Regions from separate parts of the Mus musculus genome. Here region 1 is linked to region 2. The links are chromatin contacts, called in public promoter capture Hi-C maps. All regions are on one chromosome and are shown on one strand. The core of a region is the stretch at or near the end of the contact, and the rest is flanking DNA. Distances in the headings are between cores, read along the strand shown. Region 1 has its middle 16 kb from the start of Gm24224. Region 2 holds the start of Mir9-3hg (Mir9-3 host gene).

Region 1 (6,230 bases), core at 3,521-6,020, 130 kb before region 2:
AATGTGGGATAGAAAATATTGCCAGGTTGGAGACATGGCTCAGCATTTAAGAGCACTGACTGTTCTTTCAAAGGACCCAGGTTCAATTCCCAGCACCCACACGGCCGTTACCGTTTGTAACTCCAGCTCCAGGGGATCTGACACTCTTGTTGACAACTGTTGTGGGCACTGTATGCATGTGGCGCACAGACATACCATCAGGAAAAAACATACATGTAAAATAGCAACATAAAAAGATTAAAATGGAAACGATTTCAGATCTGGGCTGTTAGGAGACTCAGTCCCAATAGCATGTCATTTGCCACACTTTGCTGGCAACCTTCTAACATTTGTGGCCAATGTCTCCTCTTTCTCCAACAGAATGAATGCATGTTTTAAATTTTATTTTTCACAAACTGGTTCCTCAGACATGCTCCTGTTGAGACAGGAGGGACAGACGATGGCATTTGTATATCCAATAGTGTAAAGACATATTTGCATCCTCTATTGTAGAAAGGAGTCCTCATGTTATTAATAGCTTAACACAAACTGTTAATAGTTTGTTCTGCATCAACCATACACAGTCCAGGTCCCTGGGAAATTACAAAGTCGTAGCAGAAGGCAGTAGTTAGACTTGTGTTTGAAGAAGCTGCCAAAGTCCCAGATAGCCAGAGAGTGAGGAAAGAGAACAAGAGATAGGAAAGACACAGACATCAAGACCCTCAGAAATGTGGGACCCCTTACCGGAGGGGCAGGGCTGAGCTCTGCAAAGACTGTCTGCATACCTCCTGTCCACTCATAACGCCTGCTGGCTAGAGATGAGTGTAAGACAGCTTTGTAAAGATGCTAAATCTACTGCCTTGTCATATCTCCCACTCTCTGAATAAAGCACAATTTAAAGATTGAATTCCTGGGCCTGGAGAGATGACTCGGTTAAGAGTGCCACCGCTTTTTCGAAGGACTCAGGTTCAGTTCCTGGTACCCACATCAGTATCAGGCAGCTCACTACAGCCTGGAACACCAGATGAACTGGATACAACACCGTATTCTGATTTCCACAGGCACCTAAACACACACACACATACGCAATTTAAAAAGTAAAATCGGGGCTGGTGAGATGGCTCAGTGGGTAAGAGCACTGACTGCTCTTCTGAAGGTCCTGAGTTCAAATCCCAGCAACCACATGGTGGTTCACAACCACCCATAATGAGATCTGATGCCCTCTTCTGGTGCGTCTGGAGCAAGTAGGGCCAACCAGAGCAAGCAGAGGTCCTAAAAATTCAATCCCCAACAACCACATGAAGGCTCACAACCATGTGTTCAGTTACAGTGTACCCATATACATTAAATAAATAAATAAATAAATAAATAAATAAATCTTTTTTTAAAAGTAAAATCATTTTTTTCTGATATTCGTTATACTATAGGTAACATTTCTCATGTTGAGGACATTAAATAAATAAATAAATAAATAAATAAATCTTTTTTAAAAAGTAAAATCATTTTTTTCTGATATTCGTTATACTATAGGTAACATTTCTCATGTTGAGGACCCAGTGTCTAATTAGATAGCACTCCATATTGTAGCCCCTACCCTACTCTATTCCTTCTCTCTCTTTCTCTTTCTCCCCTTCCCTGTGTCCCTAGGACAACTTACAGGAAGTGCCCATTTTCATGAACTACGTTGCAGACAGGTGTGGTGGCACACACCTTTAATTCTATTTGTCTGTGGTTTCAAGAACAGCCTGCTTGATACAAGTTCCAGTCCAGCCAGAGCTACATAGTGAGAACCTGTCTCAAACAATTAAAAAAAAAAAAAAAAAAAAAAAGCTATTACAAGCAATCTACTTTGAACTGCTGAGCCTTTCCCCGGAGAAGACATACTCCTCTCTCCTTGTGGCTCTGGGCCACCCCAGTGTCTCTACAAACACACATCAGTTTCCTCTTTATCTTTTTCTTCTTCCTTTTTCTGACGATGGGGAAATGAAATTCGCACAGCATCATTCCCCTTCCCCTCTCCTGTCTATACCTCTCCCATGCCCGGATTATAGTGAGTAAATTGTATAAGGCCACCCTTAGAGGCTGAGCATCTGAGCCAAAGGGATGCCGGAGCAGGGTCCCATACTAGCCACTTCCTGGCCCTTTGACTCTATGTAGGAACTAATGCTAGATTTTAAAGTTTCTAAAAAATAAGATTAAAAAATAATAATGCCTATTTCTTGGTGGTGTGGCACATACCTTTAATTCCAGCACGGAGGAGACTGAAGCAGGAGGATTGCTCTGAGGACAAGCCCAGAATGGCAAAAACATAGTACAACCCTGACAGAAAAAAAAAAAAAATGGTGATTGAAAGGCTCACATCACACTTTTCATGGTTTCTGTGTGGTTTTTAACAGTGGTTTTTAGCTGGACAGTGTGAAACTTGACGTTCAACTCCATACCAGAGCTTCTAAAACTGAGAAACCCAAGGGCAAAGCCGAGACAAGCCTGGATATATAGTTACTAGAACATTCCTAGACTTGGAGATGCCGAGAAACTGCAGACAGGCACCATCAAGTCCTGGTCCCAAACTTTTCCTTCTTTATGCAGTCGCATGGGGGAACTACAAGTTAAAGTTGATTAAGATTTGACAGGCTGCATGGTAGACACATAGGGAGAGGGAGGGGCCGTGGCTATGCAATAAAGGTGTCAGATTTCAAGATGGTTACTTCCACAGCCTCCAGACCTGAGACAAAAGCCTGGCAGACCGTGTGGGCCTTTTCTCCCACCAGTAGGACCCCAACTGATGGGCTGGCTGCATCAGGATATGTTACACAACAGTTACAGTCCAATCAGCCATCCTATCTTTCTTCAAACTGACCCTCCCTAACTAAGGGGAGAAAACTCTTCAGAGATTTAAAACAAAGAAACAAACAAAACAGTACTTTAGGTGCAGGAGAGATGGCTCAGTGGTTAAGAGGTTCTGAGTTCAATTCCCAGCAACCACATCATGGCTCACGACCATCTTTGATGGGATCTGATGCCCTCTTCTGGCATGCAGGTACACATACAGATAGACACTCATATACATAAAATGAATAAATAAAATAAATCATAAGTGTGTGCTCCCTCACATCTTCCTTCAACTAGCTGTTCCTGTTGTGTTTGAAATTTCTCTGCTCCTGCATGTCTCCTGCCCCTTTACTTCTTTAACTAGAGGAGAAAACTAGCTTGATTAAGACCTCTTAACAGGCTTACAAGGCTGGCAAGGCTAGTTCCACCAAGTTACTCTTGAACTTAGAAACATCTTGATGCCAAGCTGGTGCACCAGACCACACACGTGCAGGGCTGGGGATATGGCTCACACAAGGCCCTATGTCTCATAGAGGCTGGAGGTCCTGAAGTTTAAGGTCGCCTTCATCTACATAACAACTTTAGTTTGTCTGGACTAACCTCATGAGTCTGGACTAGTTGGGTTGTTTGTGGGGGGGGGGGGTTGTTTTGTTTGGTTTTTGTTGGTTGGGATTTTGTTTTTAGTTTTATTGTTGTTTTTTATTTATTTTATTTATTTATATGAGTACACTGTAGCTGTCTTCAGCCACACCAGAAGAGGGCATCGGATCCCATTACAGATGGTTGTGAACCACCATGTGGTTGCTGGGAATTGAACTCAGGACCTCTGGAAGAGAAGTCATTGTTCTTAACCGCTGAGCCATCTCTCCAGCCCTGAGTTCCCGTGGGTTTTGTTTGTTTGGTTGGTTGGTTGGTTGGTTTTGGTTTTTGGTTTTTTGAAATCTGGGATGAGGCTGCGGTCATGGCAGAGTAACTTTAAACCTTCCCATTCCCCAGACGATCCTGGCAGGCAGAGGTTACGAGCTGCTCTATTGGAAGCGTTGATGGAGTCTTGAATGTGCAGTCCCCTGGAAGTCTTGCTGAAAATGCAGCTCTAATTTGATAAATCTGGGTAGAGCCTCAGATTCTGCCACCCCAACAATCTCCCAAACAGGGCAGTGCTTACTTCCTGGGAGCACCCCCTTGAATGGAGGTTCTGCAAGTTTCAGGGGAGCCTGCAAGCTTCCAGGTCTAACACTGATTTTCTTCAGCATTGGAGCTGTGCTCCCCCACCCTGACAACAAGAGCAGAGATGGTCCAGTGCATCCCTCTGGTGTGTCTTCATCTCTTCTCTTAGCTGACTTCACGTAAGACCAAAAAAGTACATGCCTTCGCCGTCCAGGCAGCAGTAGCCTACTCCAGAGTCACCCAGTGAACTCTCTGCTCACAGCAGTGGCCAACTCAGTTCAGAGCCTATCTTTCCACCCATGCCTGACTGATTGGCCTCCAGAGTCTGCTGGTCCACATTCTCTGAAAGTTCACACAAGGAGGGCAGAAACACATAGCTGCAGTCTGCCAATTCATATCCTGCCCCACTTTGTGGCCGAATTCTTGCCTCAGGCCAGATGTTTCCAGAAGGATATCGTTATATGGACCAAATGGTTGTCATAAAACTCAGGGCTCTTTGTTCCTGTTCCTGTGGTTTTCAAGATATTGTATTGTCCTTCCTCCATCTCATTAGCGCAGGAAGGTGAGACGCTTGTTGAATCACAGATAAAGGAGGGATCGGATCTTATGGGGCTGAACAGGTCAGATTTTAACATTCGCGGTCTCCCCACACCTCCTAAGGGAGCAGCACCACCTTCCCAGACAGGGCTAAGGGGCAGCCACATTGCATGTCACCTCCACCTTCTGTGTCCACGTCCTCCGACTGTGCCTAAGCAAGACCAGCAGGGGGCAGTGTGAACACATGGAGCAGGCTCAATGGGTCCCAAGTCCATGGCTTCTCCCTCACAAAGCCATTGGGTCCTCTTGTTATGATGGCCCCTGAGCTAAGGCCTTGCCTTGCAGACTGTAGATATACTTCGGCATCCTCTTGGAGCTTGAGTGGGAGCCAAGGCTGCCTGTCCTGAAAGCTTCCTGGCCAGAATCTACTTGCAGTGTTTTCCCTATCCCTGTCTATGAAGTGCAGTTACCACTCATCAGGAAGCCTGGGCTACACTGTGGTGGGTTGCTGGAACTTAGAGATCCAGGAGAGATGGGAGTCAGCCAAAACTATCAACCACGATTCTCTCAGGTTTGTAATATAATGCTAGAAAAGCAATCAGAAGTGTACGTGTGGTGTGTGTGTGTGTGTGTGTGTGTGTGTGTGTGTGTGTGTATGTGTGTGTGTTACTAAGTAGCCTTGGCTGGCCTTGAACTTATTATGTAAACCATACATGTAAACTTACAAAGATTTACCTGCCTTTACTGCAGAGCTCCAGATTTAAAGGGAAATGCCACCACACCTTAGAAGAATAACTGGAAACCAAACAAAACAAAATACTCATTTCTCAGAGCAAGGGAGATGGCTTGGTAGGTAAAGTGGCCCCATGCCCAGAAGACAGTGCCACACACTGAGGGTGCCACGTTCCCAGCAAGCAAAGTCTTCAACAGGAATCCTCACACGTGCTCAAAACCACTACATACTTGTGGCTGCCAGTTTTATGGATGGAAAGCATTTTGTATTTGTCAAGACAGGCAGATCTGGGAAATGTAAGTTGTGCTGGCTAGTGTAGTGTCAACTTGATATGAAACTAGAGTCCTTTTTAAAGAGGGCACTCAACTGAGAAAATGCCTCCACCAGATTGGCCTGCAGACAAGCCTGTTATGGCCCATTTTCTTGATGGATGATGAGAGAGAGCCCAGCTCACTGTGGGTGGGACTATCCCTGGCTGGTGGTCCTGGATGCTGTAAGAAATGAGGATGGCTGGACCTAGTAATGCATGCTTTTAATCTCAGCACTCTGGAGGCAAGTGGATCTCTATGAGTTCAAGGTCAACTTGGTCTACAAATTGAGTTCCAGGATAGCCAGAGCTACACAGAGAAACCCTGTCTGGAACAACCAGAGAGAGGCAGTGGGGTGGAGGGACGTGGCATATTCTTGTAATCCCAGAGCTGAGGGACAGAGACAGGAGGATTCCTGGGACTTGCTGGCCAGTCAGTCTAGCTGAAACAGTAAGTTCAGATTCAGTGTGATACCCTGACTCAAATAAGGTGATAAGCAATAGAAGAAGACACCCAACATTGACCTCTGGCCTCTATATATGCATACATGGGTAAACACACACACATAAATAAATAAATAAATAAATAAATAAATAAATAAATAAATAAATAAGAAAAAATAAAAATAGCCAGGCATGATGGCACATGCCTCTAATCCCAGTACTCAAAAGGTA
Region 2 (5,970 bases), core at 2,369-4,868:
GGGATCCTTTGAGCCGCAGAGCCTGCAGCCAGCCGCAAGGTTCTGATCCGGATGGATTCGAGTCCCGAGGCCTCTCTCTCTCTCTCTCTCTCTCTCTCTCTCTCTCTCTCTCTCTCTCTCTCTCTCTCTCTCTCTCTCTCTCTCTCTCTCTCTCTCTCTCTCTCTGCTTCCCAGGACTGGCAGGAGAGGCGCCCATTGTCCTGCGCACTCCATTTGCATCCTGAGCTCTACGCACACCCTTTCTTGGGTCACAGTCCCCCATCCTTGCCCTCTCACGGGCCCCTCGGTGACTATACTTTGGACGCCTGCTCCTGAGAAGTTAGACTAATCCTGGCGATGGCCAAAACAGGCAGACCAGAGGCTCGATCAACTTCTAGAAGGTCCTGGGCATCAGGGTTGCCCCTGGATTTGACGACTTGACCCCCCCAACCCCCTCTCCCGAGCAAGAGGGTCATGCTTCAGTGACCTTGCTCTGGGAAAAGCGATGGTCAGCCTTTGCTGAGTTTTCCTGGGCCACTGACCTTCCGAACTTTCTTGTTGTTTCATGGCTTCAAGAGTTAGAGACAGTGTCAGGCTCCCGGCCTGTCTAAGGAGTTTCTGGTACACAGGGCCTCTGAACCCTTTTCTGAATATTGACCTCAGAGCTGAGCTCACTGCAAGATTCACATCTCTCTGCATCCCCGGTCCCTATGGGAGGAGCACAGGGTTCTCTTTTGGCCATATTCATGAATCTGGGAACACATAGCAAGACCATGGTTAGCAAGACCTTCCCCCATTTCTCAGTGAGTCTGGGAAGTTGTGCTGGGAAGGCAGTTTGGGCCCAGGGCACAGCAGCGCTTCCGGGGGTGACCCCTACTAAAGCTGGACCCCTGTCCCTACTCTTTCGGCCCAGGAGCAGCTTTGAGATGCTGGCTGGAGGGTGCAGGAGCAAGGAAAGCCAAGAAGGGGACTACTGGATATGAGAGTGCAGATAGAAGACTGGAGATGTGACTACCATCTGGGCTGCTTGTCCCTTCCCCATCTCATTCCTGATCCAGTTCTCTCTCAAAAAACAAAAAACAAACAAACAAACACAATAATACAACCACTGGGACCAAACACCCAGCCGCAAACCAAAGGGCTTTCAGAATGAGGTGAGTGGGTCAGATTCATTCGAGGCAGAGTTGCTTTCTCTCTCTCTCTCTCTCTCTCTCTCTCTCTCTCTCTCTCTCTCTCTCTCTCTCTCTTTCTCTCTCTCGTGAGATCCATGTAACCTCAAAACGAACCTGCCCTTTTCAGTGACTTTACTTCATCCAAAAAAGGCTGCCGAGGGCGGGAGCTTAGGGGACGAACACTGACGCCGGGGCTAGAGCCGCAGAGGCCTAATGGATTCAAGGCCTGCGCAGGCAGAGGCGCACCCGCCGGCCTGCCCGCGCTCTCAGGAGCTGACAATGGAGTCCCGGGGTGACCTGAACAAAGAATTTGGAAGTAGTTAAACTGCAGAACACGTCCTGGGCCTGGGTGCCTCCTTTCAAAAAGAGCGCTGGGAGAAGAAAAGAAAGCACTGGGGGGTGAAGGGGGCGAGAAAATGCCCAGGGGAAAAGTTGGTAGGTCGCCCTAGTTGCCGCCAGCTACCAGACGCCAGGAATTCAATAGGAAGTGGGGGAGGGGAGGAGTGGCCGAGCCTGCCAGACTGTTAAGGAGTGGCTGAGAAAGTTAGGGGAATGCTGGGGTTCCAAAACAAGAGATAGCCTTTACCTCGGGCAAGGACTCCCCCCACCCCCAACACTCTTTCTAGATCAAGTCTTCGAGGTTAGTGTGATCAAAGAGGCCAAGGGAAGATCGACTTCACCTTAGGGACTACCTCAGAAGCCTGTGGATGGAGTGCGAGGAGAAAGAGTTGGGGCCTTCAAGGCTTCCCCACGAAGACCTGCCCCCCCCCCTCTAAGTCACTGTACTATATCTTAATCTCCCAGGGTCTCCTAGGCTGCTCTGTCGGGTCTCTGGATATGTCGCCCTTTCGGATCCTTTTCTGGAAGCTTGTTTCTGGGTTGCTGTCTCCATCCAGTTCTGGAAGTCTGACTCATCACCTTCATCCTGTCTCCTGCTTTTCCGCTTTTCTTTCCCCTCTTTCTCTTCTTGCCTTGTTCTGCACAGTCAGCAATCTGGATTCTTCTAATAAGAATCTCCCCCCAAAACACAAAACACACACACACACACACACACACTTTTTCCCTTTTAAGATCAGGCCTCCAAGAGTAGAGATTAAGGCCAGTTAATATGTTATCTTATGTTTTTCTGGACTAAATTTTCCACCATGAACACCAGCACAACCCGGGAAGAGAAGACGTCTAGAAAACCAACTATACTGATCTCAAACTAATTTTAAGAGGAGGCATCTAGGAAGATCGTGGAGACCAACACAGTAAAAATAAATAAATAAATAAATAAATAAATAAATAAATAAATAAATAAATAAATAAAATAAAGTAGCAGGGGAAATAATCAGAGCAAGACCAGGAAGAAGAAAGGAGCGGTGGCAGGCACAGCTTCCGGGAGGTGGTGTTCTAGGAATCCGGGAGAGCATGCCCCATTCAAACGGCTCAACTCCCTCCTTTGGGAGGCGATCAGTTTGCAAGGGGTTAACTGCGTTGCTCATGAACTTGGCCTGTCTGTCTGGCTCAGGATGAATGATGAGACACGCTGACAAGTTCGGCCGGAGGGACCTCCCCTGCTGTGGTGGCGAGAGAAGCACACTGGCAGAAGGGACCCTGAGCGAACCACAGGGACGCAAGAGGAAGAGGTGGTTCCGCAGGTCAGGCACTCGGGTCTGCCTGCCCTCTCTGTTCCCGCCTCCTCTTGACCTTTCGCCCCCTTCCTCGTAGCTTCCTAATATCATCTTGGAGCACTAGAATTTTCAGGGGCTCTGACTCTGAGTCCCAGAACCCTGTACCCGCCCTGTGGACAATGCCGAGCGCGATGCAGCCGGGCTCTGGAGCCTGACCCGGGGAGGCCGGATTCAGCATTTGGACAGCGGCTCGGGGGCCGGTTTGCGGCCCAAAGAGTTTGCAGGTGCACCGCCCTGGATGAGGCGAGGTAGGGGACACTCTGGGTCTCGGAGGAGCGTGATCCAGGTTGGAACGCAACCCAGACTGTCAACGAAACACGTTCCTGCGAGCTAAAGAATCCCTTCCGAGCCCTCATTGCGACCACCAAACCAGCCAATCCCTCGTGGGTTCCCTCAGCCAACACTTGTGTGTGTGAAAAGATCAAATGCCCCCATTGCATCCAGAGCGCAGACGTCCCTCAAATCCTAGGCTCTCCATTCTTCCCCGAGCATCCTGGATCCCTGGGCTTGGAGCTGCCTGTGAGGCTTCCAGCCCTCTGCTTGTCACCACTTCCCAGGTGGTTGGTGGCTCTGGGTGAACCCAGTGGAGCGGGGCGTTTGCGGGGAGGGCTGTTCGGATGCAAGCTGGGCGCGGGCAGGCTGGGCCGGGTCGCAGGGCAGGGCGCCCCTCGTCTCCTGCCTCCGCCTCTCGGTTCCGCACTGGTCCGAGTGAAGCCAGGGGGGGCGGGGGGGAGCCGCGCTGACGTCACTGCGGGCCGTGCCCGCCCGAGAAGGCGGCGCTGAGCCGCTCAGAGCCGGGAGAAGCGGCGCGCCGCCAGGAACCCCCGCGCCACCGCCGCCGCGCCTGCCTCCAGCAGCTCTCGGCCACGCGACCGTGCGGTCAGCGGCGCTTGGAGGGCGGCCGGAGCTGGGCCTGAGCCTGGAGACTCGCCTGATCCCGGGCGGCCGAACCACCATCACCACAACCGCCCCACCCCCGCCGTCGCCTCGTGGGGCCCCGGCCCCCTCCCGGGTCCGTAAGTGTCACTGCCTTCTGCGTCTCGGCCGGGCTAGAAGAGAGGGGCTAGGGCGTCAGGTTGGTAGTCTCCACTAAGACAGTGTCAGGGAGCCGGCTGGACTGGTTCAGGGGCCTGGGGTATCTCTGTGGGTCCCTCTTGAACATCTCAAGGGCTCAGGGCTTTTCTTGACTACAGGGGGGTTGGGGGTTAAGCTCTAATTGTGGGTCAGAGCTCAGGCATCTCCCGCAAATCTTCAAGACCAAGGTCAAGGGTCTTGGGATAGCGAGATGAGACGCGCCTGCGGTGTTCAGAAAGGGACAGGGTGAGAGGTCCGATGGAAGTTGTGGGGAGGTAGAGAGAGAGAGGTTTGAGGGAAAGAATGTTTCTGAAAGAGGTTTCAGGGAGTCCCCTCCCTAAGTCCTACCCGTGACTTTCTTCTGCCTTCTTATCCCTCACCGCTCCCCCCCCACACACACACACACCAACACACAAATAACCTACAAAGTGGCTTCCTGGAAAAAAATTTTTTTGAGAAAAATGAAACACATAGCACCCACTCTAAGCAAGATTTGTGACGTCTTTTTCCCCTTTTAAATAGGAAGTTGGGAGAGCCCTCCTTTCAGTACTCCACTCCATGCTTTGGGGCAGGCCTTTTGGAGCTGTCTGTGGGCGTCTCTGACACTCCCTCCAGTCTAGCTTTGAGCTGAGAAGAACAAGGGAACCATGGATGGAGCTTGAGGCTGTTTAGGGTCATCTCTGGGAGAAGCTTGGGTGGTAGGGTGTCACAGGAAGGAGGCAGCTGGCTCTAGCAAGGAGAGGCTCCAGGCCAAATCTCTGGAGCAGCAAAGACATCCAAAAAAATACAATCTCTGAGCCATTGTGGCAGAGAGGCCAGATGCTGGGCTTCAAGGGGAGAGAGACCCTCTTTGAATCTTCTTCATATTGGGGGTGTGTGATAGGTTCTTAAGGGGGTCTGGAGTTTGAGGGTCTGGCTTTCAGTCAAGGGAGGTCAGAGGTAGGTTAAGTAGGCACAGACATAGGGGTGCACCTCAGGAGCCTCCAGGAGCAATACTGGCTGGTCACGGGAAAGGCTTGGCATTTTGAGGAAGGTATTTTGAGGTCCCTGTTTAGAAAAGCCCACACCCTGCTGCCTGCCTTCACCTCAGCTGTTGAGGAAGTGGGCAGGTTAAAAGACAGAAAGGAAGATACTGTCCAATCGGCCATGTGTGTTTGAGGGGAGGTGTGGAGGCCTCTGTACCCTCTGGGTACAGGGAACTGGCTCCATCTGTGGTAACCCAAAGCTGGGTCTCCTTGTGAACAGCCCTTCAAGCCTCCAGACAATAGGAAGATCAGCTTAATCAAAGCTTGAGCCCAAGGAAGGGATGGGAGAGAAAAGCTGCCAGGGGGAAGAGGCACCTGGAATCAGCCTGGGCTGTGGCTAGAGATTCTGTGTCCTAATTACAGCCCAGAGGGGGATGAAAGGGAGCGTTGCTGCCAGGCTGAATGGCAGGCCAAGTGGCTGCATCTGCTTTGCTCCACCAGCCCCAGGCTCCCAGCCTCAGGATCTGGGCAAGGTCCTGGTCGCAGGACAAGGGTATCTGCACCCTACTGTGAGTGAGGGTGTGAATTGTCCTTCTCGGAACCCCTTATCTCATAAGCGGAGTAACTACCGACAGGGAATAGAAGCACGGAGTCGAGGCAAGTGGAGTTCATGGAGTGGATGCCTGCCAGCAGGCGCAACAGCACTCCTGTACTGTGCATGTAGATCTGCATGCACAAGTAACATGCCAGCCTTGGGGGCGGCCTCATAAGCTGACTGTGGGAGAAAATGCAAGGTAGGTTTCAGTGGGCTCTAGGGCACATGTGGATAGTTTCTGTAGATTCAGATATGGGAACTCAGCGCAGGATTTTTGTCCCTCTGTGGTGATTTATGAAAATAGGAGTATGAAAAATGGAGTCTCCAACCTTTGGTGGAGATGTCTAAGTGCTGGCCGTCCCCCTGGATGCTTGCTTTTCTAAGTTACTGTAGGCACCCTTAGGACTCAGGTTTCAAACCACAACTTGGAGACCAAGGAACTTCTGAGCTAGGTGAACTGCTGAAGACAAAAAAATGCCGGGTGGGCAGTTCTCAGCACCATGGCCAGG

What was found. Promoter capture Hi-C pulls out the DNA fragments that hold promoters and counts their contacts.
Region 1: a contact with region 2 is called in a promoter capture Hi-C map of trophoblast stem cells, with 5 times the contacts expected there. The contact joins the enhancer-like site here to the promoter of Mir9-3hg in region 2. A contact is called at or near these places in 2 of 39 promoter capture datasets (embryonic stem cells and trophoblast stem cells), 1 of 15 datasets of contacts at CTCF or cohesin (embryonic stem cells), 10 of 484 Hi-C or Micro-C datasets (the HL-1 cell line, embryonic stem cells, nephron progenitors and 1 more), 8 of 115 datasets of contacts at active chromatin or transcription factors (the HPC-7 cell line, bone marrow-derived dendritic cells, embryonic stem cells and 2 more) and 2 of 9 other capture datasets (liver and pancreatic islet).

What each region holds. Positions count from the first base shown.
Region 1 is chr7:79,366,946-79,373,175 of GRCm38.p6, forward strand. No RefSeq gene overlaps it. Among named protein-coding and RNA genes, the nearest start is that of Gm24224, 16 kb to the left of the region's middle. Within about 2 kb of position 4,771, at least 13 of the 459 cell types and tissues checked have an H3K27ac peak or open chromatin away from gene starts, as enhancers often do. A contact at or near this core is called in the HPC-7 cell line and trophoblast stem cells, where this site is marked.
Region 2 is chr7:79,496,408-79,502,377 of GRCm38.p6, forward strand. Mir9-3hg (Mir9-3 host gene) reads left to right here and starts at 3,619. Exons shown (of 3, transcript NR_040314.1): 1 at 3,619-3,843.